Linked DNA regions of Muntiacus reevesi: region 1 is linked to region 2. A link is a contact called in public Hi-C data. All regions are on one chromosome and are shown on one strand. Each heading gives the region's core, a stretch centred on a gene start, on an enhancer-like site or on the middle of the called end of the contact. The rest is flanking DNA. Distances are from core to core; before and after follow the strand shown. Region 1 holds the start of RNF7 (ring finger protein 7). Region 2 holds the start of TFDP2 (transcription factor Dp-2).

Region 1 (5,175 bases), core at 1,924-4,423, 390 kb before region 2:
TAGTTATACATTGGAAACAACTAAATGTCTCTCAACTGGTTCTCAGAAACGTAAATCACAGGGAATGTATATAGTGGAATACTGTGCAGTCATTAGGAAGAACAATGTGGATATGGAAGTGCTATCTGGAGAGATGCACTAGTCATACTCTTAAACAAGAAGAGCAGCCTGGAGAATAGTGAATGTGAAAATTTCACATTAAAATGAACTGATATAATATGAGGTGGCAACTTCACCTCTGGGTTTATATATCCAAAAAAATTGAAAGCAAGATCACGAAGGGATGATTGTACACTTATGTTCATAAAGTGTTATTCATAATAATCAATGATAGAAGCAACCCATGTATCCACTGATGGATGAATAGATAAGCAAAATGTGGTAAATACATACAATGGAATAGTATTCAGTTTTAAAAAGGAAGGAAATTCTGACACATGCTACAGCATGGATGAACCTGGAAGACTTTATGCTGCATATACCAGTTACAAAAAGACAAACACTGTATAATTCTAATTATGTGAAGTACCTAGGTTACTCAAACTCAGAAACAGAAAGGAAAATGGTGAGTGCCAGAGGGACAAGGGGGAAATGCAGAGTTGTTTAATGGGTATGCAATCAGTTTCAGTTTGGGAAGATGAAAAAGTTCTAGAGATTGGTTGATAACAATGTGAATGTACTTAATGCTACTGAACTATATACACTTAAAAATGGTTAGGATGGGGGTTTCCCTGGTGGCTCAGGGGAGAAAGAGTCCACCCGCCAATGAAAGAGACATTGGTTCCATTCCTGATCCAGGAAGATCCCACATGCCGTGGAGCAACTAAGCCCATGCACCACAACTGCTGAACCTATGTTCTAGAGTCCAGGAGTCACAACTCCTGAAGCCCTTGCGCACTAGAGTCTGTGCTCCACAGCAAGAGAAGCCACTGCAACGAGAAGCCCATGCACTGCAACTAGAATAGCCCCCGCCTGCAATGAAGACCCAGCACAGCCAAAAATAAATAAATAAATAAATTTTAAATCTTTAGGATGGTAAACTCTGTGTTATATATATTTTACCACAATTTAAGTTTTTTTTTTTCAATTTAAGTTTTTAAATGAGTTGATGTGTTACATGTCTGCTAGTATATATGTAGCAATTTCTGAAGAGTCTATTAACAGTACTTGCTTTTTTCCCATTGGGTCCTCAATTTACTATTTTAAGGTTTTTACCATTTATGAGCTGTCAGTTAAAAAAAAAACACCTTATAATTGTTTGATGAACATCAGTAACAGCACTTTTGGGTTGTTATATGACCTGGCGCCAAAAGAGAGGAAGAAACACAATAAGTGCCACGTGTCATGATTTTTCTGGGAGGAATGAATAGTGGCAAAGAATGGTCACTAAGGACAACAAGATGAGTGAGTTTTTCCTCAGTGCAGAAGCAATGTAGCTGGAGCAGGTAGAGAGAAGTTCTGACCAATTTCAGAGGTGTTAAAATGTGAGAGGGGGGGAAAAAAGACAGTCCTCAGTGTATTTGGATGCCTGAGCTAACTAACCTGATGAGGGTCTCAGTGAGGAGTGCTTAGGAAATGACACTGGAAAAGTGGATTGGTGCTATATTGTGGCAGGATTTAAAGGACCAACTGGCACACTTAGATTTTGCTGTAATGATAAAGAGGAGCCGTGGAACATTTTGAGCAGCAGAGTGCTGGGTGGAAAAGGAGTATAGGAAAATTAAACAGGCATTTTAGATTGAATGCTAGAGTGGGGAGCAGAGATAGGAAGGAAGCCAGGACACAATAATCCAGGGGCAGGGAGGTGAGGTTCAGACTCAACACCAACAGGTACCACTCCTTCTTAATTATCCTCTGGCCTTTCATCTAAGGTCCGTCTTTTTCTCTTTCAAACTGCCCAGTTCACACCAAGTGGGGCATTTTTATCCTCTTCGGGTTCCAGTCTTCTTTTTTTAAAAATTAATTATCTAGCATTTATAGTCATTTACAGTCACATATGCAATAGCTTAATGTGAATGAAACATGTTCTGGATGGTTCATCTGGGTTTGTTTACAGACATTTTTGTCTGGCTTGTGAAGTTACTGCGGTCAGATTTATACCTGCTACCACCACTACTGCTCTGTCCGTTTGCTTTCTCCATTTACTTCCTGGACTCCAAGGCCTCCCATCTCCCCCCCCCCCCCCCCCAGTTCAAACTTTACCTCTTCTATGAGGTTTGCCCTCACTCCATCTGTCTTGAGGAACGTTTCTGTCTATTAGAGCACTTAATGCACCACTCAACAAACAGCACATATTATACCATCTGGCCAAACGTGTCCCTGTGTCCATAACTGTATTCTTACACGTTTAATGCATCCTTGTCTCCTCTGCCAGATTTCTGGAGTTTGGCTAGCCTAGACCCAGGGGCACAAGGCCTGACACCAGGAAATGAAGGAATGATGAGTCCCAATAGAGGTGGGAAGCTCTGAGTCCTAATCCTGACACAGCAGGTGTCCACCACTAGGTGGGAGTGGTGACCAAGCATCTTCCGGTCTCTGTGCCTCAGGTTTGGTATCTTTTAAATGGAGATGTTACCTGCTTTGCTTGAGAAAACATAACATGACCCTGGGCTAGCAATAGAAGAACCCTGGTTTCCACTGTCACCTTCTCAGAATAGCAGAATTACTTTTCTAAATTACTATAAATTACTTTTTATAATTTTTATAATAATTTTAATTAATTTAATATTATTAAATATTAATAATTATTTGTTTTAATTAATTTATTATAATATTATTTATAATATTTTTACAAATATAGCAGAATTACTATAAATTACATTTGGGGACTTCATTATTCCTACATATAAAAAATTAAACTACCTTTAAGTTTCTTAGAGTGTGGTCTCCAGGGTTCCTGGAATCCTTTCAGGGGACCAACAAGGTCAAAACTATTTACATACCAGTATTCATAGCTATGAGCTTCCCCGGTAGCTCAGCTGGTAAACAGTCCGCCTGCAATGCAGGAATCCCCGGTTCGATTCCTGGGTTGGGAAGATCTCCTGGAGAAGGGAATGGCTACACCACTCCAGTATTCTTGCCTGGAGAATCCTATTGACAGAGAAGCCTGGCGGGCTACAGTCCATGGTATCTGCAGAGTCGGACACGGCTGAGCACAGCACAGCCGTCATAGCTATTTCTCTTCATTCTCTCTTGTGAGTGTCCAATATAGGTATTCTAAGGATAACTTGTAATGGATTTCTTACTGTTTTGAAATGAATTAATATATTTTTTCCCGTTTTCTTAAAAAGGAAATACATATGTATAAGCGTGTATATGTACACATCCATCCTACACAAACAAAAGTTCTTAAATGTCCTTAAGTAATTTTTAAGTGTAAAGGGGTCCCGAGACCAAAAAATTTGAGAACCGTTGAACCAGATTCCTAGCTCGTCATTCATTCACTCAACAAATAACTGTTCCTCCCGAGGCTGCAGTTCTTAACGAAGGCGATGATCAAGAAATAGGCCCCGCTCCCAGGGCGTTTACATTTGAGAAGGACGGCAAACGAACATATCAACAAGACAGCTTCTAAAAGCGGTGTCATGAAGACATAAAACAGGACACGTGTTTCCTGCGCAGTGGAACCCTCCACCGCGCAGGGTCGGCCCGGGGTCTCTCAGCCCGCTGAGCTGGCCGGGCGTTGGGGACGTGAGTACCGGGAACCAGGACTCCGGGAAGCCGCTGGTGCCGGCGTGTGGTGACGTCACTGGGCCGCGCCAGCCAATCGCGGGCGCCGCCCCGTCCTAGACCCCCGCGGCGGCCCGCGGCCTGCGGGCGGCGCTGTGGCCCGTCGGGCGGCCCCACGGAGCCGCCATAGCCGCCCACCTCCCACGACCCAACGTCTCCGCCGCCGGCCCCGCGCCGCCGCTATGGCCGACGTGGAAGACGGTGAGGAACCCTGCGCCCTGTCGTCTCACTCGGGGAGCTCAGGATCCAAGTCGGGCGGCGACAAAATGTTCTCTCTCAAGAAGTGGAACGCTGTGGCCATGTGGAGCTGGGACGTGGAGTGCGATACGTGCGCCATCTGCAGGGTCCAGGTGATGGGTAAGCGCAGCACGCGAGGCCCCGGCTGTGCTGCGGCCTCCGCAGGCCGGGCTCCGGGCGTGGGGGGAAGGACCAAGCCTCCGAGAGACCGTTCCTGGAGGAGTGGGGGCGGGATCGCCCTGCCCTGGCGCCGGGAGACCGCGGGCCACGCCCGAGCTGCTGGTGATCCGAGGGCTGCGGCCGCTGCCAGGGGCCGAGGGGTCGTTCAGCAGACGACCTGTGCCGGGGACGGGTATTCTGGGAGAAAAGGGGGTGGCCGGAAGGACAATTGAACAAGGTCATTTCCAGTAGTGATCGGTGTGATCACAATAAAAGTAGGTGATTTAATGGGAGCTGGGAGGAACCACTTCGGTTTGTGTGGCCAGCGACGGCACCCTTTGCCGAAAACAAACCACACAGACGTCAAGGTCAAGGCCCTGAGTCAGCGGACCAGTCTGATGCTTCTGGTCACACACCAAAGTGATGCTCCGGAGTCATCTTCCACAAAAACGACCACTAGTCGTGCTCTGGAGAGGCGCAGGGAAGAAGAGTGTTCCTAGCCGTCCCCTTTCTGGATTGGCTACTGTTCTGCTGGCTTTTAAACCTGGATGATTCAAGATTGGTCAGATAGCACTCGGTTGGCTTGAACTAGAAGAATGTAAACCCTTTTATTCAGAGGCATGAAGCTTCATCTCTTTCCTGGCCACTCCCCATCCTAGCATTCCATCTCTTTGAGAAGGGTAGTGCCCTCAAATCCGGCCTTTATGGAAAGCCCTCTTTTGCAAACTTGTTACTTCTTTCTATGATATTTTTAATAAAAATATTGGACCAAGTGAAGCCTTTCAGAACAACTTCATCTCGTTGTGTTTTATATGGTCTCTGTTTTAAGCTCTTAGACGACCTTAAAAAAGAGTTGCTGTTTAAATGCACGTTATATTTTTAAATAGGGCATTTAAAACTACAGCATTTAAGAGCGCCTTAAATGTCATTTCTTGAAGGTAGCTGGAGAAAACTGAGGCTTCTGTAGTTTGAGAACTTTGTCTTGCACAGAAAAATGAGACAGTTGGAGAAAATAACTTAAAAAAGTGGCTTTCCCTTCTTGAGCATTGA
Region 2 (4,930 bases), core at 1,929-4,428:
GAGGTGCAAATCAAAACAACAAATCCACTAGAGGAAGTTAAAGACGAGAATATTTTGTCCAGAGAAGAAAAGAATCAGGAAAACATAAGGAAGTGTCTTCGAATATTTGAAAACTCATAGAAGAGACAGAACTAGAGCCAGTGAAGAGATAACTTTAGTTCAATAAAAGAAATAATTTCTTAGAAGTTAAAGTTGTCCAAATATCTCTACCTCAGAACCTATGAACCTTCTCTCCACAAAATATCCAAATACATATAATTTTGTATAAAGTTTTCAAGGGTCCACAAATCTACCTTTAAATCTATTTATGTCCTACCCCTAGAATCATATACCTCAGATTAAAATGGAAAGGATTCAAGTATGAAGAGGTGAATATATTTAATCTAGAAAATTCATCACAACTTAAAATTTTAGGATTGAAAAAAACTCTGAACTCTATGCTTTCTAGTTTCTTCTAAGATACATTAAGATACACATTGCAATAAGAGCTTAAAATATGATGCTGAGTTCAGAAAAAAGTGAAATCAAGTTTGCCAAGTGACAATGTAAACTGACTACAAGATCTGACTATCAGTTATAATGGCTTATTGTTTAATCTTTTAAAGAAACATATCTAAGTTTAAAGATAAAAAATAAGATGCCAAGGTACTACTCAATAACTAATATTTAATGCCCAAATTAGAAAGTGCCTCCTTCTACTTTCAAGCCTTAAACTTTTCATCTTTCAGTCCCAGTTAACTGTTAAGGTTGACAAACTAAGAAAACGGACTAGAAGTTAAAATACCAGGTTCTAACCTATGCCATGAACTTAGGCTTAATTTTGGCTTAATCTGTTTCTTACCAAACTCTAAAAACTTTCATGTATCTAAATGGGCTTTAAAAATGGTAAAGTGCAGATGTAAATATAAACAACTCATGTATTATGCATAAAACATAAAAATGCCAACAACAACAAAACAAAAAACAGTTTTTCTATCATGCTAAAAAAAAAAAAAAGCAAAGGTATATGCACATTACAATTCCTAATTCCAAAAAGCAATCTTTGAATCCTTCAGCTTGTGTTTCAGTGAATAATTTTAATCCACAAACACTCTCCATATTAAGGATAAATCTATCTGTACATCCAATTTCAAGCTGCAAAGAGAGGACATAGCTCAGACAGTTAAGAATTTTGGCTGCAAGGGAAAAACTTGAAAGTGCCAGTTGGACGTCACCATTTCCAAGAGTTGGTGGGAAAGGTACATGATCACAAAATGGTAACATTAAGTATGACACACTTGAAAATTCTGTTTTCTCTCCTAATTAACCAACCACACATAATGGAACTCAAAAACAAGAGTTTAATAAGTCATGGGCCTTTATTAAATATAAGCACCATGCTGCTGAAACTGCAATTGCACTGCCAGAACAGGGCTACAAACACCATGTCTGCCATGAGACTAGACTCTAGTTCCAGGCACAAGATGTTCTAATAAATAACAAATGCATCAAGCGCCAGCATACAAGTGTGATAGAATCTGGGGCCTAGACATTTGATTTTTCTCCCGGTGCTACTTGAGAATGGCCACTGCCATTAAAGATTTATTACAGTAACAGGATAGTGATAAAACTTTAGCTAAACTGCAGGCCAACCAATGAAATGGAAAAGCAACATGCAATAACAGATCAACGAAATTAATTTCTATTTAATTTTGTACAGTAGGCTCATGATTACGCTGTATAAAGAACAGATGAAAAAAAAAAAAAGAACAGATGAATAACCTAAACTATACCTATTAGGTAAAGATGATTTCAAGCCATTAAGAGAAAAGTGGCCCAGAAAAAAATCAGGCTATAGAACTCAAGTGGAAAAAACACACTAAGATTTGGGAGACAAAGGGGAAGGAAGGGAATGAGCTACTGACTTACTAAAAAGAGAGCAAAGAAATGGGACAGGGAGTCTGAGCCCTCTGAGACGGAATGAGGAAAAAAAAAGAATTCAAAGGCTCAAAGGGAGCTTTAGCAGTGAATACGGAAAGGGATGAAGCTGTTAACTGTCTCAACAGAAAAACCAAAAACAATAGGGGGAACTTTTCTAAACCATCATGCAGGGTGGTCAATTCAATGCCTAACTCATGCAGGGCAGGGCACTTCGTAGGACGCGAACTTCGTTCCAAATAGTTCCACCGATTAGTCCATTTCCTCCTGACCACCCCCAATAGGGGGTTACTACTACAGATGAAGGAACTGAGACCACACAACGTCAGGGAACACAAGCTGGTACTGGGCGCTCATCTTAGCTGCACGCCTCCCTGCAAGATCCTACAAAACTCTTACACTTTTCTATGGAAAGGAACCTTAAATCTCCGGAATTTCTCAGAGTCAGGGCCCAAAAGTGATCCCCTACTTTAGAGGAAAGTTCCCTGCGGAGGTTGCAAGGCTCTTCCAAGCGCACGAGGCTTTGGAACTGTGAAATACACCTGGTAGAGACAGATGAAGGCATGTGGGTCACGAAAGGAGAAAAAGTCGGAAAAGTCAGACTTAGAAGCCATTCTTCTAAAGATACCGAAAAAAGTAGAAAGCAGCCCTTCCTCTCTTCCAGCAGGCGTGACTCAGGGACGGTGCCTCCCCGCAATTTGCTCTGTGTGTGTTGGGGGTGGAGGGTAGTCTCGGGTTTCCCACTCCCTTCCCCAGGCACTCAAGGGTTACTCGGCCAGGCCTGGAAGAACGCGTGGGAATAAACAGATGGGACCCAGAGTGACCAGGGGGCCCGGAGACGCAGGGAGGGAAACCTGCCCAGGACCACGCCGGGCGGGGTCCAGAGGCCCTCCGCACAGAGCCCGCGCCCGCGCCCCGGACCTTACCGCCGCTTGGCTGCAGGGGACAAGGCGGCCGCGCAGGACTGTTCTTCGAGCTTGGAGCGCGTTTTCAGGCGCCTCTGCTACAGTGGCGCCCGCGCTTGGCGGCACCCGGATCCCAGCGGACTCACACTCGCGGAAGGGTGGGCGAGCCGCGGCCTGCCTAGTCGAGGCCCTGGAGTTCTAAGCCCCAGGACGCCGACCGCGCGCGCGCGCCTTCGAGCCTGCCAAAGAGGAAGGGTCAGGGCGCGCCTGGAGAACCGAGCAGCGCCAGCGGCTGCAGCCGAATTCTCCGGCAGCTTCGTCCGCCCTCGCCCGGCCCAGACACTGCCCCGCTTCCCCCGCGCAAGCTTTGGCGGCGGAGCAGCACGGTGAGCGCCGATTGGCCCTCTGGATGAATGACGTACGGCGCCTCTCCCCACGGATTGGCCAGGCTGGCGGTGCGTGCACGGAGTAAACAAACCCCGCCCCCAGGCTTCCCAAAGAGAGGAGGGGGCCGCGAGGTGGAGGAGCGGGGTCTTAAGCACTCTGTGGGGTATCTGGGTAGTCCACTGGAGGTTCTCAGAGGATCGCCTGCAACGATCCTGCCGCGTGCTTCCCAGCCGCCTCCGGAGCCGGCTACAGGCCTGAGGCCTAAAATTATAGCCACACCCTCTCCCCCTTCCCCCGGCCTGGGTGGGAATCCTGATCCTGACTTTTCCATCCGCCCTCATCCCCCCGGCCCCTTACAATTAAACCCCGATCTTTCTTAGAAAAAGGGAAACGGGTGTCCCTAGTTCCCAGGGACATCTCGGTTCCCAGTCACTTGATCAGTCACCTCCGGGGGAGCAGCCTAGAGCGGACGAGTGATGAGGCCACGTGTGGGGCCAAGTTTGCAGTACCTTGTAAATTATGCAGACAGTGGGTTAAAGACTGCTAGGGTGTGAGGTCTTCAACAAACCGGCAAATAAGATCCAAACCCGGACAGGTCACCATGTCACATGGACGCTGAAGAGAAAATCGCAGATCCCACCCCCAAATACCTATTTAGTTTAATGTTAATAATACATTCTGTGCCTATCTGAAAAATCATGTGTAAGTTTACATTTTAGTGGGCTTCCCTTGTGGCTTGGTTGGTAAAGAATCCGCCTGTAACGCGGGAGACCTGGATTCGATCCCTGGGTTGGGAAGATCCCCTGGAGAAGAGAAAAGCTACCCACACCAGTATTCTGGCCTGGAGAACTCCATGGACTGTGTAATCGATAGGGTCACAAAGAGGCGTACGTGACCGAGAGACTTTCATTCCACTTCACTTACATTTTAGTGCGGTGGTAAAGATAATATGCAAAAGAAATAAGTAAAATATAAGCTATGTTACATGCTGGGACACGCTGTGGGGGAAAAATCTGGCAGACCAGGGATGGCTTTAAGGGATGGCCTGTTTTAGAGTGCCCAGACAAGGAGACAGGAACGTGCCATTTAAATAAATACCTAAAGGGAGTGGAGGCGGAGAGAACGCGCCTTTGGACCTCTCTCGGGTTGAGTGGAGAGATGATTTCTGCAAAACTGTACATAGATAAGTCCTAGGCGGTCAAGAAAGCCCAATGCAGTCTCCTTGGACTGATTCTAAAATGCAAAAGCCCCAAAGGAGTCATTACCTTGCATTTTTCAGTAATGGATCAATAGATGTAGTTTCCACAGAAATTTTATTGAGATTTCAACTTAAATACTTTTCAAACACTCTAGGGACAAAGATACAAAAATGAGCAAAACAGATGAAACCTCCATCCTCAAGAAGTCTAGCAGGAGAGCTGGATTGTAAACCACCTCGGTATATTGTATAAATAATCCAAGAAGTATTAATAGACGCATGGCTGTGCTTGGGCTAATTGGGGGGGGGGGGGAGTGGTGGATGTTAATTTAGGAAGAGTACTTAGGAAGAGTACTATGGGCTACAGTCCACGGGGCCGCAAAGAGTCAGACACGACTTAAAGCGACTAAACACACACACACACACACACATCTAATTGAATAAAACTGCTTTATTATATTATATAATGAAGTATAATATACTGGACATTATGTTTGGAATCTTTTTATCTATGAAGACAACT

The links. A called contact is a pair of places that touch in the nucleus more often than the background predicts.
Region 1: a contact with region 2 is called in a Hi-C map of blood, with 3 times the contacts expected there. The contact joins the promoter of RNF7 here to the promoter of TFDP2 in region 2. A contact is called at or near these places in 2 of 3 Hi-C or Micro-C datasets (blood and muscle).

Annotation. Positions count from the first base shown.
Region 1 is chr8:7,513,138-7,518,312 of mMunRee1.1, reverse strand. It overlaps RNF7 (ring finger protein 7), which reads left to right and starts at 3,173. Exons shown (of 3, transcript XM_065942934.1): 1 at 3,173-4,079. The coding sequence starts at 3,912.
Region 2 is chr8:7,122,438-7,127,367 of mMunRee1.1, reverse strand. TFDP2 (transcription factor Dp-2) reads right to left here and starts at 3,178. Exons shown (of 12, transcript XM_065942263.1): 1 at 2,844-3,178.